Regions from separate parts of the Mus musculus genome. Here region 2 is linked to region 1. Evidence: chromatin contacts called from public promoter capture Hi-C data. All regions are on one chromosome and are shown on one strand. Each heading gives the region's core, a stretch centred on a gene start, on an enhancer-like site or on the middle of the called end of the contact. The rest is flanking DNA. Distances are from core to core; before and after follow the strand shown.

Region 1 (5,474 bases), core at 770-3,269:
TGTGCCTCAAAGACTGTCCTGATCCAGACATACACAGCTCCAGTTTACCTTTTTCTCAGGCTAGCCGAAACTAATGGGGCAGGCCTGAGTCAGAGGCAAGGCCCATCCTGCTGGGTTGGATTAATTTCCAGGGTCAATGGCACAGCAGGATCTAGTCTCAAATCCCGGCAGGACACAAGGCAGCTGCATCACCATGGAGACAGGAAACCATAAGCCCCACAGGTCATCTAAAGTGTTTCAAAGAGATATTCACAACTCCTAACCATAAAGGAAATTGGATCCGGAGAAGAATAACTTTCCAGCCAAATGCAGATGACACGAAGGGGCAGTCGAGGAAAGAGGAAGTAAGCAGGACAGGGTGCTCCCAGGTACATGCTGACTATTAAGTCTGAGGCGGCATTCCTTCAGCCCACTTACACAGAGTGTACAGACTAACCCTCATCGGTTCCCTAGTTGGCAAACAAGGAAACTGAGGCCAAATCAACTAAAGACTGAACCCCACTGTCGGAGACCGCAGAACTAGTGAGCAAAAGACCTGACCTTTCAAAGAGCTGAAGCTGCCTGAGGCACTGGGTAGGAGTGGAGAATCCCTGCCAATCCCAGCAATTTTGACTCGGAAAGAGAGTGAAAAGGGCTTCGGGCAAAGCCATTGCGGTAGGTGAGAGAAATTCAGTTAAATCTGTTAAACTCTCCCTGATGGAGGAAGGGGCACAGCAGACCGCATCTCATCCTCTCGCAGGTCAGTGTTGCCTATGCCCTCTGAGTCCATTTCCAAACTGGAAAAAAAAAGAACTGTCAAGGCCTGGAGAGTAGAATGTGGCAAGCGCCTGATAATCACACCAGGCTGGCCCTGTGGCTCTAACCAGGACCCCTTTCTGAGTTCTGTTTTCCAGGCAATCTACCGAGCTCAAGTGGGAACTAAAAGTTCTGTAACAAATTTAAAGGGTGGAGGCGTCTGGGAGACTGAGGGTAAAGGTGGCAGCAGCAGCTGCTGCGGGTGTTTGCTTCCTTGTCTCTCACCTGTTGAAAAGCCAGCAGCTTCAACAGGAACTAGGCTCTGACTACACAGGATCTGCCCTGCACCACCTACAAGAGTGTGCTCGGCTGGACTCAAGAGTCACAGGCGCCCTTCCCACAAACCTCTTCTTCCCACCGCCCTCCACCCAAAGCTAGGACTTCAACAGCCAGAGAGAAAGGGAGGCGGCTCCGGGCCTCGGGCACGGCCATTGGGCATCTCGATGGCTCTGCTCTATCCCTGGGCAACAGCACACCCACACCAATGAATGGGGTCAGCCCTGTGCTAGTCGCCGTCAGCTCTCCGGAGTCACAGCCACACCCACAGTCCTAACTGCCCCCACAGGCACGAAGTAGGGGTCTCTTCAGTGTGTTTAACTCGAATCTCACCCTGTCCCGACAGAATGACAACTTTGAGGTGTCTGATTCAAGGGACCACTCAGTTACCAGTTTGACTTTCTTAGGTTCGTTCTGATTTTTTTTTTTAACTTTCCCGCCTCTTCGCCCTCTAGATACGCCCCACCACCACCCCCGCTCTGCACCACCTCCTCCCGAGAAGGATGCTGCGTCCCACGCGCCAGTGCTCCGCGACTACTCACAGAGGGTTCCAGCGCTCGGGCAGTCGGCGGTGCAGCGAGATACGGTCGCTCAGATAGATGTTGATCTGGTGCTGCTTCACGCTCTCCTCCTGCAGCCGCAGCTCCTCGCCCTGCAGCTGCAGCCGCACCGCCTCCCCATGCGCTCCCAGAGCATCGGCGGGCAGCGGCGGCCTGGGCAGCACTGGCTCGTGACGCCCGGGGAGAGGAGTCCGCGGGGGTCCCGGGTCCACCGTCCCCGACCTGCTTCGAGCCCGCAGCAGCGCGCCCAGCCCTGCCAGGGCCAGCAGTGCCAGCAACGCCTCCCGGCCGCGCCGCAGCCCCCGCGGGCAGCGCCTCCTCACCGCACGCCCCCACATGCACCCGCTAGCTGCACCCCGCGGCCTCGGGCCGAGGCTGGACCCGGATCCCGGAACCGCGGTCGCCCCGCCCCCGGCCCGCCCCACCTGCGCCCCGCCCTCTTCCTGGCTGCTGCCTCCCGCGCCCACCTGCCTGTGCCCACATGAGAGAGCAGAGAGCTTGGCGACCCTTGCGGCGTGAGTGTGGGCTGAGCACAGCGCTCTGGGCGCTATGGGGACCCTTCCTTGAACTTACGTGACACTAGCACTATCCCGGATGGAAGGTCCTTAACCTTAGCCACTACGTGTTCAGGATGTGCTGGCCAAGACTCATGAAAGCTGCAGGCGGCTCTGTGCGGTACTCAGTGGCGCCTAGAATAACTAACTGGAGCCCATGGTTTTCCAAGCTATGTTTTTCAGTCTTTGCTTTAGGGACACCTACACTCCGCAGGCCCATCACACACACACACACACACACACACACACACACACACACACACACCATCCTTTCCTGTAATGTATCAGGTTTGGCTCAGGGCTTATAGGAGAAAAGGGGAGCCACGGGGCCCTTGCTTCGAAGCTTGAAGGACAGAGTTCCATCCATCCCCACATGGTGAAAGGAGGACTCCCTCAAGTTGTCCTCCAACCCCCACGTGTGATATAGACACTTGTGTATACATACATGCATACAGATAAAAGTTTTAAATTTAAAGTTTAAATCAAAAATGTGTTGCTGTATCATAGTCGGAATCTCAAGTAACCCAGGCTGGCCTCCTTTCCTGAGTCCTAGAATTACAGGTCAGTGGTACCAAGCCTAGCTAAATAGTGTCTCCAGCCCCAGCCCCTGATGTTGACTGAAATATGGTCTCACTCTGTAGTCCTGGTTGACTCTAAACTTTCTACATAGCCCAGGCTGGCCTCTAACTTTTAGGAATAAAATGTCTTCAGTAATTTACACAAACTGCCACTTTTACCTTTAGTTGTGGGGGGAGGAAGGAGCCAAGCTAGGCTGGTGCCTTTGCAAATTCTGTTCCTGCACCCACTTGCCTTGCCCCACCTTACCAACTCTTCCTGAAGCCTTCAGCCACTGCAGCGTTTTCAGGATGGCTTATTATTATTATTAATTTTGCCACTAATAGCACATTTTCACGGCAGAAGTTTTTGTGTAATTCTGGGTGTATATGTATATAAAACCAGTATATAAATCAACCACTTACTTATAGTAAGTCATAAAGAAACTCATTTTAAAACAATCTTTAAAATACATATAATTTTACTATTAATAAAAGAAAGCCGTTTACATGTTAAGATGGATGGACTTGCTTATTTTTATATAAAGACTTAAATTAAGGCTAAGCATTTGATACTACAGGACACAAACCATCGTCATAATTTTCAGAGTTGATTGATAATTTCATTTTAAAAATCCCAATGCTGGGAGTGCCATTTCACATAAATGTGTGGTGCCAGGTAGCAGAACTATATTTTGGAGTGTTGTTTTGAAATTCTGCCCCAGTCCCAAGAAAATTTGTTTTTAAAGATTTATGTTGGTGCTGTAGAGATAGCTCAGCCATTAAGAGCACTGGCTGCTCTTCCAGAGGACCCAACATCTACTTGGCAGCTCACAACTGTCTGTAATTCCAGTCCCTGGGGATCTGACACCATCTTCTGGGTGCCCTGGGCACTGTATACACATGGTGCATTTATATACAAATATGTATGCATATGTATTCATATGACATATAATATCTTATATATGTGTGTGCCTTATATATGACAGACACTCATACATATAAGATAGAAAAATAAAATCTCCAGTTTTTAAAAAATTTATGTGTATGTGTGTGTGTGTGGGTGTGTGTGAATGTGTACCTCATATGTGGGAGTGTCAGTGGAGGCCAGGAAAGAGCATTGGGTCCCCTGAAGCTAGAGTTGCTGGTAGCTGTGAACTGCCCCACGCAGGTGCTGGGAACCCCAACTCTAGTCCTCCGCAAAATCAGCAACCACTGTGGACCACTGAGTCATCTCTCCAGTCTCTGGAGCCAAAATCGACTTAATGATCTTTTTTCTATGAATCAAAACTCAAACAGCTATTTTAAAAATCAAACACCTTTACACAATGCAATCCACTTAATACTTCCATACTGACGAATGGGCAGTAAGGGACTTGGTTTCCCATAAGAAACTTTTGTTTCTGTAAAAGTGAAAACTGTATGTTCAGTAAAACAAAAAACAAACAAACAAGCAAAAGAACACTGTGGTTCACATCATACAATAGTCTCAAGTTTGAGTTGAGGTGGGTTCAGGCAGCATCACCAGCATTGCAAATTATGATGGCTCACAGCACAAAGCACACACAGTGCGTGTTCAGAACGGAGGCTGCAGTAAAGTCACTTGATATAACACAGGCCACCAGAAAAACATGGGATTCCTTACATTTTATGTTGAATAGATGTTTGCTCTTTGCGTTTTACTATTGCTAATTTTTTCTTGGTTCCCCACATTTAGTTATGTCACCCCATATGGGGTGCAGACCGATACTTTCAGGCTGAGTTTTAGGCTATTGTATTTTATAACAGCATGAAACAGAATTAGGGAAAGAGAGACTAAGTCATTCACTATAAGGAAGAACAGACTATGGTAGATGCTGGTTGGTCAATCTGAAATCCACATGGTGGGCCGTCAGGGTGGTCTGGACTTCTGGCAAGCTCGGACTGGCTCAGGCTCACCCGGATGCCCTCCATATCTCTTTCCACAGAAGTAGAGATAATCTAGCACTTGCTGACATCACCTGGCTATGGGACCCGATGCACAGAACTATGTCGAATTCACACCTGCCCTTCCAGCAGAAAGAACTAACGTGGGGGCCATATCCATTCTAGAACTCCAGATCGACTCTGCTGCACACTTGAGATCCCAGGCTGAAGGAGGAAGATCCCAAGTCCCGGTAGAGCACGGGATCATGGGTACATCATGAGACCCCGGGTCAAAGCGAAAAAAACCAACAAAAGCTAAAACTTGGGATGGAGGCAAATGGTGCTTAGCTTCTGGCTGGCTCCAAAGGGCACACTCAGCTTCTGTAATGGCATTAATCCAGGGAGAGGGCTCTGAAGCAGGATGAAGCCTGGGCAAGTGCAGGGAGACTCTGCTTCCAAACATGACAAGCAGCCAGGCGTGGTGAAGCGTGCCTAGAAGCCCAGCAGCAGTTGGGAAGCGGAGTAAAGATCATTCTTGGCTGCAATGTGAGTTTTAGAGGCCAGCCTGGGCTACATATAAGGCCTTATCTCCTGGGGAAACACACACACACACACACACACACACACACACACACACACACAGACACACATGTATATATATCAGGCAGGAAGATGACAAGCAGGTCATCTGTCAGTCTCCTGAAACCAGGACATTGATATTTACTACGTGATACTTGGAGCTTCCTATTTAATTTAAACATCAGTGCCCTTCTTGGGAACTGGTCACCAGGCACAACAGGAAGGAGAGTAGAGTAAGATGGGACAGGAAC
Region 2 (5,179 bases), core at 416-2,915, 420 kb after region 1:
CAAAAAGAGACAAAACTTGGGAGTATCTGCAAGGAGGACCCCCATACCCACCCCCCCAATGCTCAGCATGGTAAGAGAGTACAAAGATAAGCTTCCCCAGAGTGGCTGTGCTGTGGTGAACCTGTCCCCCAGTTCTGAATTGCTTCTTGAATAGTCCAGAGAGGGCATAGCCAGGACACTTCATGTCTAAGCCATACCCCAGATGAGGTCTCACTCTCACGTCCTAGGGTTCTGACTGAACCTACACCTGGGCTGAGTCAAGTTAGGGTGCTGGCCAAGCAACAGCAACAAAGAGGTCTCAAAAGCAGATAGCCCCAAAAGAGGGGCTGGAAAAGGAGAGCCATGAGGCCAGCCTGGGCTACTATCTGAAAAATGAAAGTGCGTTTACTTCTCCCTTCCCTAGTAGCCATGAGGACTGCAGTCACGGCTGGGCGGGGTCATTTGTGGGGTGGGGCTTCTCTTCTGCTTCCTGCTATTCCCCAGGCTCAGGAGGATGAAAACATGGCCTCAATCTCAGAGAGAAGAGACACAGAGAGCCCACATAAGAAATCACCTCTTAAGCAAGTGACACACACACACACAAACACACACACATACACACATATACAAGCATGCTCACACACACACATACACACATACACACACACACACACACACAAGCATGCTCACACACACATGTTCATACACATTCTCTCTCTCGCTCTCTCTCTCTCTCTCTCTCTCTCTCACACACACACACACACACACACACACACACACACTTTGCATACAGTTTGGCTCTGATTCTCTGTGCTGCCAAAATTTTCATGAGCTCATTTAGCCTCAGAGCACAGAGGAGACTGGGAAATGTAGCCTCTTGCCAGACCCTTTGCAGGGGGCAGAAGCTGGTAGCTAGATTGGATATGAGGTGACCAGGTATTTCTTAATTTCATATAAACTAGCAATCGTGTTTTCAGGGTGTATATGAAGGGGCCTCGGAGTCAGCACAGAACACACCCAGCACAAAGGAGATTATCACCCCAGAGGGCCGAGCTAGGGGCTGCCTCTGGATCTGGCAAAGACAGCAGCAGGTGTCTCTGCAGGAGTGGTTTTCAAGAAGAAAAGGGGAAGTCTGTGCTGGGATGAGTTGGTAAATTCTAATTGAACATTTTAATCAGCATAGACAAGTAACGAATTTTAATTTCTGGACTTTGGTGTTTTGATAACTGGACCTTAGTGTTTTAGTCAGGCAAAGAAAGTGCCCAAATAAGGGAATCAACCTTGATGGCTAGCTTTAGGGATGTAATCCAGTGGTTTAACAAGAGGCGGAAGGAGAGAGGAGAAGACCTAACATGCTTGCAGGCTTGGGCTTGTTAGAGATCCCTTCAGAACCCTGCTTACCGAGTGCAGGCAGTACCTAAACCACAAAGAGGGCTTTTGCTCTCTGAGGGTTAAACTCCACAGGACTCCTGCATTTTCCTTTGCTAGATCCAGCAACCTCAGTGGGGTCATAGAACCAACCCTGCCACACCGAGAGCCGACACACTCGTTTCACACCCCTGAAACAGTTTAAGATGGGGCTTCCTCCACCAGCCTCTGTGGCAAAGAAACCATCAGTTTTGCCGCTCTGAGCCCACTGCTAGTTCATCAGACATCTATAGCAAGCAATGACACAGCACCGGACTAAGCCCTCCACTTCCTTCCAGCAGCATAATCGCCCACTGCTGAGAGGCCCAGTGTGGCTTTGCTTGCCCTAGAATTGAGCCTTAATCGACGTTCCATTGGACCAATCCTCGGCTCCCAGCCCTGCCACTGCATAGCACAAATAAGAGTAGTGGTTTGTTTTTTCATTCATGTAGAAACTTAGTAGGCAGCAGCTTTGCCCCGACCTCAGAAGAGTGACTCACAGTTAATAAAACTCCCTTGTTGTTCTATAACTGGATACCCACTAGCCATCCCAATGTCCGCTGTCCATCACCCACACACACTTCCCTGGTTTTGCTCTAATTCTTCTGTAACCTAAGCATAACTGAGTCTCATCCTGCTCGGCTTCCCCAGGTAACCCAGCTGGCTGGAAACTGTATAGGGCTCAGGGATGCAAAGCTCTGCCTGGGAGTCTCCTGGATGGGTCTGCTGAGAAGCTGTAATGATAATTCTGATAGTCCTCTAGCAGCTGGTCCCCTCCTTATGTCAGGCACCGGGATAAACGCCCCATGCATCATCTCACTGAGCCTTCATACATCCTATGAGGCGGGTACTGTCATGTCCTTGTGCCACAGATAGAGGCTGAGACTCACACGCCCTGTACGGAGCCAGGAAGTATAGCCTGTCTTCCCTTGGCCTCAGCTGGCCTCTCTGCTTATCCCTGCTCCTTCCTTGCCTCTTGGTCTTCCTTGGACCTACTCAAGACTCAAGCCCAGACAAATCATGTGACTGCCAACCTCTGGTCCATCTCATCTCAGCTCCTGCTTGAATGAGTGCAACAAAGTCCTCTGGATGCAGAGGCCATGACGGGTAGTGATGGCTAACACCTTTAATCCCAGCATCCGGAAGGCAGAGGCAGGCAGATCTCTGAGTCTGAGGCCAGCCTGATCTACAGAGTGAGTTCCAGGACAGCCACGACTACACAGAGAAACCCTGTCTGGAAACACCAAAAGGGGTTGGGGGAGATGCAGGGGTCGAATCCCAGGGGCTGGGACCAGGAACTTGGTCTCAGATGGAATCTTGTCTTCCAGCTGGACAAAGACTTGGAAGAAGTCACCATGCAGCTACAAGACACACCAGAGAAGACCACATACATCAAACAGAATCACTACCAAGAGCTCAACGACATCCTCAGCTTGGGCAACTTCACAGAGAGCACAGGTGAGCAGAGGCAGGGCCCAGAGATGGGACCCGAAGCCATGAACACAGACAGACAGACAGACAGAGCTGAAGGCCCTGGACCCTCGTCTCCTGCCTACACACCTCTGTTCAGAGTCTTCTTCTCCCGTCCTTCAAGTTTCCACCCTCAGACGCCATATCTGCTTGTTCACAGCAGAGCTGGTGCCCCAGTGTTCTGACAGGGACACACTTTTTTCCCCTCCTTGGGCCACAGGGGATGACTGATATTTGCTTCACACCTTAGGAAGCATCTCAGGTAGCCGGGCGTGGTGGCGCACGCCTTTAATCCCGGCACTCGGGAGGCAGAGGCAGGCAGATTTCTGAGTTCGAGGCCAGCCTGGTCTACAGAGTGAGTTCCAGGACAGCCAGGGCTACACAGAGAAACCCTGTCTCGAGAAAAAAAAAAAAAAAAAGAAGCATCCCAGGTGTGTACGGGAGGAGAGCAGCCAGACGGGTGTGCTAGGATGCTGGGCCCTCTGACCAACCACATGAGAACAGGTCACTATGACATGGCCCACTCTATCTATCTCTTAGCAAAAGCCAGTGTGAGCAGGACATATGGAAGAGTACATTCGTCTGTGATGTTGGAAATCAGGCTGAGCCTCTCCAAATATGAAGCGTTAAACCCCTTGAGGTAGCACTTCCCAGCAAGAAATGTATCCATGTGGGCACCTAACTGTTCACTGTAACATTATTGATAGATGAGAAAGGCTTCCACTAGCGTATGTGTACATCAGTTAAAGCGACTTCATCAGTTATAAAACGGTCAAACAGAGCACATTGTAAAGCCACTTAAAGGTGAGATAAGGGATAATGAAGTAGCTGAGTGACAGAGTGTGTGCTTATCTTGTTAAAGGGGCTGGAGAGGTGACTCAATGGCTAAGAACAATGCTCTGAGAGGACCTGAGTTCAGTTCATGCACCCACATTGAGCAACTCATAACCATCCATAGGTTCAGTTCCAGGGGATCTGATGCCCCCTTCTGGCCTCCTCGGGTATCTTCATACCTATGGAGCACGTAAACTCACACACACACACGTACATGCACACACACACATGCATACACACAAACATGTATACACACATGCATATGCACAGAAACACACATAAAAAAATAGTAAGTCTCTTTTAATTTTTTTTTTTTTTGGTTTTTTTCCAGACAGGGTTTCTTTGTGTAGCCCTGGCTATCCTGGAACTCACTCTGTAGACCAGGCTGGCCTCAAACTCAGAAATCCTCCTGCCTCTGCCTCCCGAGTGCTCTCTGAGTTCAAGAAGCCAGCATTATAATACACACACACACACACACACACACACACACTCACTCACGGGGGAGGGGCACATGCAGCCATATGTGAGTGTTTGTGTAAGTGCAGTTTTTAAAGGACTAGAGAGAACAAGCAGGCTGTCAACCGTGTCCTGTGGGAAAGGCTTGGTACTTCAGAGCACAGCATGCAACCGTTCTCTTGCTTTTCATTGTACACAAGCACTCCCCTGGTGTTTGGCGTTTCTCAGCATACATGCATCATTTACTATGAAGTTATTTTAGGGGCTATGGCTGCAGCTCACTATAGAGGACCTGCCTGTCATACTCAAGGTTCCAGGTCCAACCTCCAGTGTGTGCAAAAATCTACTTTTAAATTAATGAAAATGAAAAGATTTTGTTTCTTTTATTCTTAAACTCACTCTGTAGACCAGGCTGCTGTTGAACTCAGAGATCTGCCTATGTTGGCCTCATAAGCGATAGGATTAAAGGTGAACGCCACCACTGCCTGGTTGGCCTAGAACTTTTTACATAGTCAGTCAAAGATGACCTTGAATGCTTGCTCTTCCTGTCTCCACCTGCAAGTGCTGGGACTAGAGATACATTCAGACTTTAGAAGTTTCACACAGAAAGACATACACATAGTGTGTGCATGTGTGTGCGTGCATGCATGTGTGTGTGTGTGTGTTATATAAAATGTTAATTGTAAAGAAATGTTAATTGAAATAGTTACAAAGAACTTTAAAGGATAAGACTTACTCTTGGGCCAGGCATAGTGGCGCATGCCTTTAATCCCAGCTCTCAGGAGGTAGAGGCAGGCAGAACTCTGGGAATTAGAGTCCAAGTTGATCTACCTAATGAGCCGTGGACCTGCCAGGGCTGCACAGTGAGACCCTGTCTGTCCTAGTAACTCCTTTTCAAAGGGAAGCACTTCAGATTCGTGGAGGGAAATTTTTTCAGTTAACTTCCCTGAGCTACGAGAGTAGCCATGTGGGAAAAGCAGAGGTATAGCTTCACTTTGTACTGTACTTTGTAACGTGAACACTAATATCCAGA

Evidence for each region. Promoter capture Hi-C pulls out the DNA fragments that hold promoters and counts their contacts.
Region 2: a contact with region 1 is called in a promoter capture Hi-C map of hematopoietic stem and progenitor cells, with 2.9 times the contacts expected there. The contact joins the enhancer-like site here to the promoter of Galnt12 in region 1. A contact is called at or near these places in 10 of 39 promoter capture datasets (the 3T3-L1 cell line, embryonic stem cells, epiblast stem cells and 5 more), 5 of 115 datasets of contacts at active chromatin or transcription factors (bone marrow-derived macrophages, forebrain, large pre-B cells and 1 more) and 1 of 9 other capture datasets (adipose tissue).

What each region holds. Positions count from the first base shown.
Region 1 is chr4:47,088,468-47,093,941 of GRCm38.p6, reverse strand. It overlaps Galnt12 (polypeptide N-acetylgalactosaminyltransferase 12), which reads right to left and starts at 2,019. Exons shown (of 10, transcript NM_172693.4): 1 at 1,614-2,019. The coding sequence starts at 1,969.
Region 2 is chr4:46,672,112-46,677,290 of GRCm38.p6, reverse strand. Gabbr2 (gamma-aminobutyric acid (GABA) B receptor, 2) reads left to right here. Exons shown (of 19, transcript NM_001081141.2): 17 at 2,715-2,844. Among named protein-coding and RNA genes, the nearest start is that of Tbc1d2, 25 kb to the right of the region's middle. Within about 2 kb of position 1,665, at least 18 of the 459 cell types and tissues checked have an H3K27ac peak or open chromatin away from gene starts, as enhancers often do. A contact at or near this core is called in hematopoietic stem and progenitor cells, where this site is marked.